Linked DNA regions of Muntiacus reevesi: regions 1 and 2 are each linked to region 3. A link is a contact called in public Hi-C data. All regions are on one chromosome and are shown on one strand. Each heading gives the region's core, a stretch centred on a gene start, on an enhancer-like site or on the middle of the called end of the contact. The rest is flanking DNA. Distances are from core to core; before and after follow the strand shown.

Region 1 (3,944 bases), core at 756-3,255, 570 kb after region 3:
TTTTAAAACTCAGTCCTTGAAAGTTAAGTCTCATCCTGTATTAACTAACAATTTTTCTCCTAGGTCGCTGGATTTGTGACTGTTGTCAGCGAGCACCCCCAACACCCAGGAAAGTGGGCAGAAGGGGGAAAAACAGCAAAGAGGGGTAGTTTTTTTGACCCCAGTACTGTAATATGCATTTAAATGAAGTATTTGGTGCCAATTTATTTACAACATTCTCATTTTTATGCCAATAAAAGATTTTTAAATTACTTGCTTAAAATCTGCAAATTTATTTATAAGCCACTCTCACCCTGGAAACCAAGTAGAAAAATAGTTCCATCTTGCAAAAAGTCTTTATTTCTTAGTACTTTGGCTTTCTCCAGAAATTCAGTGGTAACATGCAGCTTAATTAGAAATACTTAACTATTACTCCATTAACCTAAAAGTTACTATTAGTTTAATGAAATTTTACTAATTTGTATCCTTTCTGGTCTACTACCACGGGTAGCAGAGCAGTTATTTAATAACGAAAGAATCTCCATAGGGGCCCAAGATAATAAAACTACCACCTGAGGAGATCTGGCGCAGCTGAGTTAAGAACCATCATTAACCGGCATGAGAACACCACCCGCCTACCAGGAAATCCTGTTGGGACAGCAGGTGCTGTCTCTACTTCGGGTGCAGACAGACAAGGGACTTTAGTTCACGGTCAGGCAAGTGTGGAGAGATGATTCCATTTCAGACTTATTTTTAGTAATTCTTTAAAGCTAACACACTAATTTATTTGTCTCTAGAGTAAAAACCTAAGTCACTGCAATCATCTAGTCACCTGACAAACTAATCAAAGTGGGGTTTAAACATTTTATTGTGCATATTCCTTTTACAGGAATTTTGATGCTTTATTAAAAGAAAACATATCGTGCTTGCTGCTTTGAGTACTTTTGGAGTGACTGAGGTAACTAAACTGTATGGCTTTATCCTTTCATCCCCCACTCAGAAAAGGTAACCAGAATGCCAACCAGGTCAGAGTAGCTAGGTTCACAGCGAAGTGCACTCAGCTTCGCAGATTACAAGTATTATACTCAAAAGAGTATGTTAAGCGAGTCAAAAAAGAATCTCAAGTACCAACTTCAAAATACTAATTAATATCGTCCAAAGCACAGACTCCTCTTCTTGAGACGCGTCTTCCGGGGCATAGGCGTGCTTGCGACTCGCATCAGTACCGTCCGAGTAGGCGGTCTCACCGAACGGATGCGGCTCGAACGTCGCGTCGTAGTAGACCTTCATCTCGAACTCGCTCTCGAGGTGGGACGGGTGCCCGTAGACACCGATGCCCACCGGGCGCCGGAAGTGCGCAGGGATGGAGACGGCGTCGGCGCCGCACGTGGCCGACTGCAGCTCGTACTCGTCGAAGCTGGGGTGCAGGGTGCTGTCGGACACGTACAGGTCCGCGTCGCCCCGCAGGCTGCGCATCCTGAGGACGATCTTCCCCTCGTGGTTTAACCTCAGGTAGCTGTAGTTCCCGGCTCCTACCTGACCCTGCACAACGTGCAGGAGGACCCAGCCCTCGGGCACCTCCTCCTCGTCCGAGGCCTGCGCCGAGGAGACGGCCTGCGACGCCAGGAGCAGTAGAAGCGCGCCCTTCCACGGAGCGGCCATGGCGGGGGCGCCAGGCGGGGGCCGTGCTCATCCGCGAGCGTCCTGCAGACAGACCACGGGGGGCGCTGAGCGCGTCCCGGCCGCCCCGAGGGGAGTCGCGGGGGCGGGAGGGGCAGAGGAGGGGAGCACGCCGCGGTCGCACAGAGCGGGCGGCGGGGGCGGGTGTCCGCCCCTGGACTCACCTCCTCTCCCCGCAGGCGCCGCGCCGGGAGCCTCCGGGCCGGGCGTCCGCGCCGGATGAGCCGGAAGGGAGGCGCGCCCGGAAGTGAGGCTTTCGGAGGAGGGCGGTGCCCGGAAGTTGACCGGCGCTCGGAAGTTAGGAAGGCTAGAACTTGACCAAGCGCCCGGAAGTGAGGCAGAGGCCGGATAGGGGTACTGCGTTGACTCTGGGTTATCGCGAGAATGGCGAAGGGGTGAGGACGCAGACCAGGGTTCGTAACCATGACGACGGGGGCGGGGCGCTGGGCCTAAACTGCCTGGTGTGCAGCCGGATTGTGAGTACACTTGGCCACCGGGCTGACTCAGGGATAGGTTTGAGGGGCCCAGGTGAGACGCAGGTGCGCCCGTTACCTGTTCTCTCTTAAAAGCGTGTTACTTCACGAACTACTCCTGAGAGAGGCTTTAAAATGCTGTTATGTTTATATTCAGGGTTTATTTTGTTAAACTTGGGATATGGTGTTAATGGGCGCCTATTGGCCACTGAAAAACACTTTCCCAAGAAAGATTATGTTCATTTTAGTATCATACTTTTGTGTTGATCCCAGTCCCCGTGTTTCATTTTGGAACGTGCTCAATCCCTTTTGTGGAAACAGGTGCAGTGTAAATAGTAAAAGCAGGCAGTGACTCTTGTGCCCCTTTTCGTAGAACCCGAGCTCTGCCAAGTAGATACACGGTGTGGGTTGGTCGGGTTGCTGAGGAGACTGTCATGTGTTGGGTTAAAAAATGTGTCCGTTGCCGCTTTGAAGTGTTACATCTATGTCACCTATAGGCGTGTAAAAGAGGCTTGAGAGACTTAAGACTGATTATCTGAGGGGAGTGGCGTTGATTTGCGTGAAGTTAGGGCAAGCTGCATCCAGGTGGGGAGTCACTGGTTTGGGCTGATGATGGCGGTAGCACTTGTGGACCTCCACACCTCCTCCTGCAAGAAGTATCTGGTACCTGTGACATTCTGCTCAACCTGGGCCATTTCCAAGTTTAACATTTTCAGGTAAAAAAAGCATATCAGACTGGAATACAGGGGAGTGTATAGAGATACATCGAGATGCATCAAGAAATGACTTTAAAACTTAAGCATCATTACTGTTATCGGTAGTCAGTGATTTGTGCTTGCCTAACAAGTGAGAGGGGAAATGGCAACCCACTCCTGTGTTCTTGCCTGGAGAATCCCAGGGACTGGGGAGCCTGGTGGGCTGCCGTCTATGGGGTCACACAGAGTCGGACACGACTGAAGCGACTTAGCAGCGGTAGCAGCAGCAAGTCATGGTATGGACTGAAAAAAATGCACAACCGAAAAGCTGGGATTATGTTTTATTCTGAGGACTTCAAGCCTGTAACACAGCATCTCAGATGGCTCTGAGAGACTGCTTTGGAGAGGCAAGGGGGGAGCCAGGATATATATAGGAGATTTTGTAACAAAGACCTGGTAGTCGGAACATCAAAAGATTACTGTTAATTAAAACCAGGGGTTTCGAAGAGCTGGACACAACTGGACGACTGATTAACAACAACAAAGAAAACCAGATATCTCCATTAAAGGAATCTAGCACTTTTCTATGTATGAGAAGATGCAAGAATCTGGGCTTATTGAAATCATTCCTTTAGTATGCACCTCAGCTGTCTCAGGCCAGTATCCTGTGCTTTCTCCTCCTGAGTCTCCTCAGGGTGCCCCAGTGGGAGGTTGTGATGTGATGGCTTGATGGCGACAGAGTCCTTAGTTTGCTGATATGGCAGCAACATTTTTTGTTCTCTTTCATTTTGTGGCATAAAAGTACAAAATTTGTGTTTTAAGAACCAATGGTTTGTAAAATCAGGCTTCTCTCAGCTGGGACAATAGAAAGAAGATATCTTTTTTTTTTTTCTTCATTAAAGCAGCTAAATATAACCTTTTAAAGTTTATTAACTTAGGAAAGGACTTAAAGACACAGGGCGGCCAGAGTATAATTTGGTGCTTTCATACCTTTATGAACCATTGCTTCATCTTATACTAGTTCTGTTCTCCATGGACCTAGAATTAGAACCTGTCTCCTATTCTGGTGAATGCAGAGAACTTTATATTTTCTTTAGCTACTAAGCAAGCCATCAAG
Region 2 (4,046 bases), core at 854-3,353, 520 kb after region 3:
TTCAGAACTCTGCATCCTACTTGCCAGGCTCTTCCATGCAGCTCTGTAGCACAATTTCCTCCTCAGAGACCTGAGTTTCAACCGTGCAGGGACCCTCCTCTAAGTGTCTAAGCTTTAAAATGCCAACCACTTCCCTCAGCTCCCTCAGTCCTCTGGAGTGACTGCTTCCTGCAGCTGCCGTCTCAACCACACTTTCAGAGATCTCACTTTATCCTTTCACATAACTAGTTAACAATTTTATTTCTAGTTAACGCTTTATATCAAATGATCACAGTGTGAAAACTCCTGTGGTCTGTCTCTGGACAAATACACAAATATAACTCAAAAAGATTACATCCACAACAAAAGGGACTCCTTGCATTTTTTAAAAGCATTTCAACTCTAAAGGAATGAGCTGAAGTTCTGGAGTGACAGGAGACGTGCAGAAATGATATTTCTGCACAAAAACTCATCTACTCGACTAGTAAAGTGGGCCCTGGAATCTCACAACTGAGGTTGTAAGTAAAGTCTCTTTTGGTTGTAGACACTGGATCAACACAATCGTCCCTCAGACTCAACCAAACAGTAAGATCCCGGAGCAGAGAGACCAGGTCTTACATAACATTGTATGCCCAGGACACAGCAGATGCTGGAACATGATAAATGAAAAACAAGAGTTAAATGAATTATTGGCTCCTCCTATCCCGTCGGTGGGTCAGAGGGTAAAGAATCTGCCTGCAATGCAGGAGACTGGGGTTCAATCCTTGGGTTGGGAAGATCCCCTGGAGAAGGGAACGGCAACCCACTCCAGTACTCTTGCCTGGAGAATCCCATGGACAGAGGAGCCTGATGGGCTACAGTCCATGGGATTGCAGAGAGTCCTATATAACTGGGCAGTTAACACTTTCACCCTGAGTTGAAATGGACCTCTCTAAGGCTCCAAGACCTTCAGATTTGGAGAATGGCTACATTCTACTCCTACAAATAGACATGCAATTCTAGAAGCTGGCTTCTAGGTTAACTTTTTAAGCTCATATTCTCTTAGACAAGAAGAGAGTCTGCTGTTAATCGAGAAATAAAATTCAACCTCAAATCAACAAATAATACATGCTGCAACGCTTTAACTGCCACTCAAGACAATAAATCTCTCCTCTGTGTGTTACACCCAGGGACATGTCTGTCCTCCCACTAGAAGCCCCAAAGCCTGAATTTTTGTGTGTGTGTGTACCCCTCCGTGTCATCTTTAGTACTTCAGTGTCTTGCCCAGAGCAGCGTGGGATAGTGCAAATGATCTGTGCTTGAGAGCTAGAATGATCTGAATTTGAATTCTTCCTCAGACTCTTTTCTACTTCTTGCCTTGGAACCGCTAACATACCTGAGACTTTTAAGTGTAAAGCGGGGCAAAACATGACCACCTCCTATGATTGCAGTAATCAGAGATAATACTTGAGAAGCACCTAGCACACCGTACTCAGCAAGTAGCAGCTAGTGCTAAAAACTGCTCAGATAATCGATTGACACTGAAATCCCTCCGAGAGGAAAGTAAAATCTTTATTGTGAGGCAACCGCACTGAGGCAGCCAGTTAATGAGACCCTTTGACTTAGTTTTACGTTATCAAAGTGGCCTAAAGACGTCAACTACAATTCTTATTTGCAAGTGTGAACCAGAAGCGAGATCACCATACATACTTCCCACATCGCTAAGGGACCACGTAGAGGACACTTCCTTTAGGGACGAAGGGCAGTCAGAACAAAGGCTAAAAGCCACGGCGCGCTGCGCGTGCCCGTCCGCGGTCCCGGGAACAGCTCCTGGACTTGGCGGTCGCGGCAGCAGAGCTCTCCCACCCCCGCCGCCGCGCGCCCAGGGCGCAGGCTCGGTCCCCACGTCACGTCCTCGCAGACTTCAGCCGGGACCTGCGCCCCCGAACGCGAGGTCGGCGACACCAGAGAGCACGAGGGCGGAAGGGAGTCCAGCAGACGCCCACGTGGACGGACACGGCCCGCCCTCCTCAGCCGCGGCACTGGCTGCAGTCAAGACGATGCTTCCCGCGTCGCAGCCTGATGGACGAACTCAGGTGTTCTCTGGGACTGCCGCTACCTGGACTCTTCCTCCATGACTTCCGGCTCCCGGCCGCGGCGCCGAGGGATGACGCACTCACGCCACGCCCCTCCTTGAGGCGCATTTCCGCCTGGCGCGACGCACGCGCGAGACTGGAACTCGAGCGGAAAGCGGCAGAGGCGTTGGGGCGGCCGCGAAGGCCACCCGGGGCGCCGGCGGGATGGAGAAGCGGGGTAGGGGCGCGAAGGCGCCCTCGGTGTCGGCGCCTCAGCAGCCGCCGGTGACGCCTCGCAGAGAGAGGAGGCCTAGCATGTTCGAGAAGGAGGCAGTGAGTGCGAAGACGGGGCACGGGCCGACCTTGGGCTGCAGGACTCTCCCGCCTTTGTGGTGTAGACCCTCGAGCACCGCGTAAACCAAAACAACTGCTTCACTTCTCTTCAAATTTACTCAGCTCCAGGTTTCCCGAGAGGAACTTTTTCCAGAAATGCGTAATTTTAGTGTGTTTAATGTCATTACTGAAACCAGGGGCAGATTTATTAACCAGAAGCCGGTGTATGCGTGTTTTCTTAAAACAAGAATGTTTGGATATACCAAGCAGAACAATGAGATGTTTTGAGTTTTTGTTAACAGCAGCAGTCTTGAGTATTTGGAGAACATAAAAAGGAGAAAGTTAAATTGAAAATAATTCTTCCCATTAACTTACTATCTGAAATTCATGAATAATGTCATTCAGTTTTATTGGTGGTATAGCACCAGATTTCTATGTGACCGTAATCTGGAAACCATTAGTGATCAATACTCCATATTTTATTGAGTCTTTTAAGAGAGAAAATAATTTGTCCAAGGGTACAGAATTGTAGTAACAAAGCTGGGGCTTCTGGTCCACTTGTGTGACGGTTTTCATGCCTACTTAATGGGACCCATAATCAACACGATGGAGGAGAGAGAATTTTTGAAGATCTTGATTCCCTCTCCACCCCCACCCCTCCCCCAAAAGTCTTGGTAACATTTCAGGTTCTAATGAGTGCTTTTTGCTGTCTACGTTTTACAGAGGAAAGAGAAAAGGAGGAAAAGTAAGAAGGGCACGTTCACAAAACTAAGAGCACAGCAAGGCTGACTGCTTAATGTATTGGACTTAAAACTCATGCTCCCGAAAACCATACTGTATAAAAGTCTGAGTAACCATAGGTCACCTACAGTAATGAAAAGTATTTCTATTTTGAGCTGCCCTTTATAAACTTACTGTCTACTACTAAAGATTTGAAGTCTTGGAAAGTAAGTTTGAATCCAAAAGGAGGGGACGACAGACACATACATTTGGTGTACATGCCAGAATCTGGGGAGAAGGGGACATGGACAAGGCAGTGCTTTCTTATTTGATAATGAATGGGATTAATTATAGTTGTCTCTAAAGTCTGAGCTTTTACAGGTCAGAAATTTGAAAAGACGGATAAATGGGAAGAGACTAAGAAAAGGCTTCACAAATTCTCATTAAGTGTGCCTGAGGACAATGAGTTACTAATTATCATTCCTAACTTAGGTAGCTGATGACTCTCATGATCCTGAGCATAAGAAAAATTAGGACACACAATTTAATCATTATAAATATCTTTTGATTTTTTCTCTCCTGTGTCCATTTATTTTCTTTCATAGTAGCACCTCAGTTTTCTTTGGAGAATGAACTCATTCCCCATTGAATAGAGTTTTGGTGGGACTGTCTATCACCCTCCTTAACTTTATAGTGAGGATGAGACCAAGACTAAGCTGATTAGATGAACTCTCCCTGGAATAATTCAGGAAAATGACCGAGATTAATTTAAATTGAAGTGGCATACTGAAGTGCCTTAAGTGCCTGGTGCTTTAGCCTTCTCTTCCACTCTGTGAGTTACTTCATGTCTTTCCAGTTAGTTATGTATGTGGTTAACTGGTTAACAAGAATCAGTTCCTGTTGCTTGCCACCAACGATTCCAAAACCTTCAATTACTGTTAATTGAAAACTTGGTTAGTC
Region 3 (4,096 bases), core at 884-3,383:
CTATTAGATTTCAGTCTAAATGTTACCAATCTAGTAAGACATTCTCACACAGAACATATAAATCTTAAAGTTACAAATTATATGTCAAAGATGCACATGTACCTCAAGTACGTACTTGTATAAAAAAGCACTCAGAATCTGGCAGTGACTCTGAAGACAAAGGACTCTGAAGACTATATATCCTACATACCCATCAGTGGAAAGCAGACCAAACAGAGAAAGCTGCTTCCGAAAACAGACATATAAGAAAATTACACTCTTTTGGACACTGTTATTTTATTACAACAACAGAGTGCTGCAAATATAAAAATTAAGAGGATATATATATAGTCCCTGGCATCAAAGAGTTCAATTTGTATAGGATATGCAAGTAATCACTGCAAAACTTAAGTGTTATAATAGCAGATACATACTATGCTAAGCCCCTTGAGTGAAGAAACCAGGAATATATGTTTCTGTAATCTCTATACTTAGTACAGTGTCTGACATATAATATGTTGATGATGAATGAATGCATGCTTTCCTTTAGTAGCTAGGTCATGTCCAACTCTTTTGCAACCACATGGACTATATAGTCCACCAAGCTTCTCTGTCCATGGGATCTTCCAGGCAAGAATACTGGATTGGGTTGCCACTTCCTTCTCCAGAGGATCTTCCCAACCCAGATATTGAACTGGTGCCTCCTGCGACTGCAGGTGGATTCCTTACTACTGAGCCACCCGGGAGGCCCCAAATGAATGCATACATGCTAGAGAAAAGAAAGGCAATGTTAACTGCCAAGTGTTTGTTTATAAAGCAAGGAATATCTAACTTGGGTCTAGCAAGGTGAGTAGGAATTTACATTTGGCATTTCAGGTAGAAAGTCAAGCACAAAGAGACAAAAATTGAAAGAGCATGCAAGCAACAAACTAAGCATGACTGCATGGAATGTTCCTGCAGGGGATGAGACAGCAAATGTAAGTGGGGTCACGTTATATTACATAAGCAATACAAGCAGTGACAAGGTTTGGAAGTGCACCATGACTATATCTACTTTGGCAAGAGTATGAATGAACTCTAAGAGAGAAAACTGGAGGCTGGAAGTTCGGTTTAAGAGTCACTGCTATGGTTAAGGCAAGAGATAATGAGGGCAGGATTGAAACCACTCATTTATACGAACAGATTGATCTAGAAACTGGTGGCTCCTGACCCCTGCAAACTAAATCTAGAGAAAAAATCTGAGGAAGTTGTTGAGGCCTAATGTTACCATTGTTTAGAGCTCATCTCTAATTCGAAGTGATGGTACTGACCATTCTTCCTCCCCTGTGTCCTTAAAGCCGCACAGTTATTACTGCACTAACTTATCCTCAGAAAAGATAGTTGTTTGCAGCATCTCCTCATCTTTTGGTAACTGAAGCGTCAAATTTGATATTTTGGGGAGATGATCACTGATAAGGGAAAAGAATCAATAAATTGTGCATAGTCTCCTCGTGTCTGCGAGGAGATTATTCTCAATCAAGAATAATCTTTTCAGAGACGCCTACCTAAGTATTACATGCGAAAACCACACTGTCCAGGGCCTAGACAGGGACACCTTTGTATTTGTGTATTATGCTCTAACGTGCCTGAAGTCTCCGGCCTCTGAAAAAACGTTAAAAAGTCTCAAGCTCAACTTTATTATAAAACTACCCCTGTTGGTAGCAAAACAGATGAGCACAGGCCAGGGTGAATATGCCTTTCAATAAAGAGAATTAAAGGATGGCAGGGTCCTGGATGAGCGGGACTGCGCTGCCTCAGGCCCCACCAGCACCCTGCGCCCGCGCTCGTACAGGGAAGCCGCTCTCGAACCACCGCAGAGAGTGCCGGGCGGGAGCCACGGCCGGGAGAGGCCGAAGAGGCGGCAGCACGAGCCAGAGGAACGGCCCCCGCGTCTCCGGATCCATTCCGTGCCTCTCCGCTCCACCACCCCCAGGAAGTCGTTGCAGTGACCACTCTGCAGTAATTCTCAGAGAGAAGCTAACAGGGTGGTTACCTGGAGTCACTGCAGAGACGACTACCGGCCGGAGAAAACGAAGTTCTGCACCCAGCGGCCCAGGCGCCCGCCACGGCGACCCTTCCCGATCCCACAGGACTCCGGGCGCGCGTTGATAACGTCACTTCCGCCAGTTTCACCCTCTACTTTAGCAAGCTGCCCACGAGGGGCGCCGGCGGTGGTTAAGTGTGGGCGCTTTGTGACTTCCTCTGACTCCCTTGGATACTCGACTTTAGAGAAACAAGAGGCGGGGCGCAGCGCTTCTGGCTTCCGGGAGAGGCCACCCTGCCAGAAAATGTTGATTGGTCGCTGCTGTAGACAAGATATTGATTTTTAAATATTGACTGTTTAAACCAACTAGCGGTGTGACATTGAGCAAGTTAGCAGACCGCTCCACCTCAGGTTCTTCGTGTATAGGATGGAATGGTAATAGGGCTTGTCCTCTAAGAACAGTGTGAGAAGAATTAAGGAAATGCATGAACAGTGCCTGGTGAGCAGTAAGAGGTGTTCTCTATTCTCAAACATGTGGAATGATTAAAAAAAGAAAAAACCAGATAGCGTGCTGCCATCTTATGAAGTCTTTTCACATTTGTCACAAGAACTATAGGTAAAGTTAGATCCCAGAGGACCTCTCCGATGGTTCAGTTCAGTTCAGTCGCTCAGTCGTGTCAGACTCTTTGTGACTCCATGGACTGCAGCGCCCGGCTTTCCGGTCCATCACCAGCTCCGAGAGCTTGCTCAGACTCGCATTCATCGAGTCGGTGATGCCATCCAACCATCTCATCCTCTGTCTTCCGGTACTCCCTGCCTTCAATCTTTCCCAGCATCAGGGTCTTTTCCAATGAGTCAGTTCTTCGCATCAGGTAGCCAAAGGATTGGAGCTTCAGCATCAGTCATTCCAATGAATATTCAGGACTGATTTCCTTTAGGATTGACAGGTTTAAGCTCCTTGCAGTCCAGGGGACTCTCTAGAGTCTTCTCCAGCACAAGAGTTCAAAAGCATCAATTCTTGTTCAAAAGCATCAATTCTTTGGCGCTCGGCTTTCTTTATAGTCCAACTCTCACATCCATACATGATTACTGGAAAAACCATAGCTTTGACTAGACAGACCTTTGTTGGCCAAGTAATGTCTCTGCTTTTTAATACACTGTCTAGGTCGGTCATAGCTTTTCTTCCAAGGAGCAAGCATCTTTGAATTTCTTGACTGCAGTCACCATCTGCAGTGATTTTGGAGCCCCCCAAAAATAAAGTCTGTCACTGTTTCCATTGTTTCCCCATCTATTTGCCATGAAGTGATGGGACCAGATGCCATGATCTTAAGGTTTTTGAATGTTGAGTTTTAAGCCAGCTTTTTCACTCTCCTCTTTCACTTTCATCAAGAGGCTCTTCAGTTCCTCTGCACTTTCTGCCATAAGGGTGGTGTTATCTGCATATCTGAGACTATTGATATTTCTCCCGGCAATCTTGATTCCAGCTTGTGCTTCATCCAGCCTGGCATTTCACATGATGTAGTCTGCACATAAGTTAAATAAGCAGGGTGACAACATACAGCCCTGATATACTCCTTTCCCTATTTGGAACCAGTTCATTGTTTCATGTCTGGTTCTAACTGTTGCTTCTTGACCTGTATACAGATTTCTCAGGAGGCAGGGAAGTTGGTCTGCTATTCTTATCTCTTTAGGAATTTTCCAGTTTGTTGTGATCCACACAGTCAAAGGCTTTGGCCTAGATAATAAAGTATAAATAAATGTTTTTCTGGAACTTTATTGCTTTTTTGATGATCCAGTGGATTTTGGGAATTTGATCTCTGCCTTTTCTAAATCCAGCTTGAACATCTGGAAGTTCTCAGTTCAAGTACTATTGAAGCCTAACTTGGAGCATTTTGAGCATTACTTTATTAGCGTGTGAGATGAGTGTAACTGTGCAGTAGTTTGAACACTCTTTGGCATTGCCTTTCTTTGGGATTGGAATGAAAACTGACCTTTTCCAGTCCTGTGGCCACTGCTGAGTTTTCCAAATTTGCTGGCATATTGAGTGCAGCACTTTCACAGCAGCATCTTTTAGGACTTGAAGTAGCTCAGCTG

The links. A called contact is a pair of places that touch in the nucleus more often than the background predicts.
Region 1: a contact with region 3 is called in a Hi-C map of muscle, with 7 times the contacts expected there. The contact joins the promoter of WDR27 here to the promoter of TBP in region 3. A contact is called at or near these places in 2 of 3 Hi-C or Micro-C datasets (blood and muscle).
Region 2: a Hi-C map of muscle shows a contact between it and region 3, with 15 times the contacts expected there. The contact joins the promoter of ERMARD here to the promoter of TBP in region 3. A contact is called at or near these places in 2 of 3 Hi-C or Micro-C datasets (blood and muscle).

The regions. Positions count from the first base shown.
Region 1 is chr3:156,693,951-156,697,894 of mMunRee1.1, forward strand. WDR27 (WD repeat domain 27) reads left to right here and starts at 2,006. Exons shown (of 26, transcript XM_065930967.1): 1 at 2,006-2,054. The coding sequence starts at 2,044. C3H6orf120 (chromosome 3 C6orf120 homolog) reads right to left here and starts at 1,902. Exons shown (of 2, transcript XM_065930966.1): 1 at 1,824-1,902; 2 at 1-1,683. The coding sequence starts at 1,641. The coding sequence ends at 1,087. It overlaps PHF10 (PHD finger protein 10), which reads left to right. Exons shown (of 11, transcript XM_065930965.1): 11 at 64-251. The coding sequence ends at 149.
Region 2 is chr3:156,651,175-156,655,220 of mMunRee1.1, forward strand. ERMARD (ER membrane associated RNA degradation) reads right to left here and starts at 2,104. Exons shown (of 18, transcript XM_065930962.1): 1 at 1,669-2,104. The coding sequence starts at 1,677. DYNLT2 (dynein light chain Tctex-type 2) reads left to right here and starts at 2,124. Exons shown (of 4, transcript XM_065930961.1): 1 at 2,124-2,366. The coding sequence starts at 2,259.
Region 3 is chr3:156,128,166-156,132,261 of mMunRee1.1, forward strand. TBP (TATA-box binding protein) reads right to left here and starts at 2,134. Exons shown (of 8, transcript XM_065930944.1): 1 at 2,012-2,134.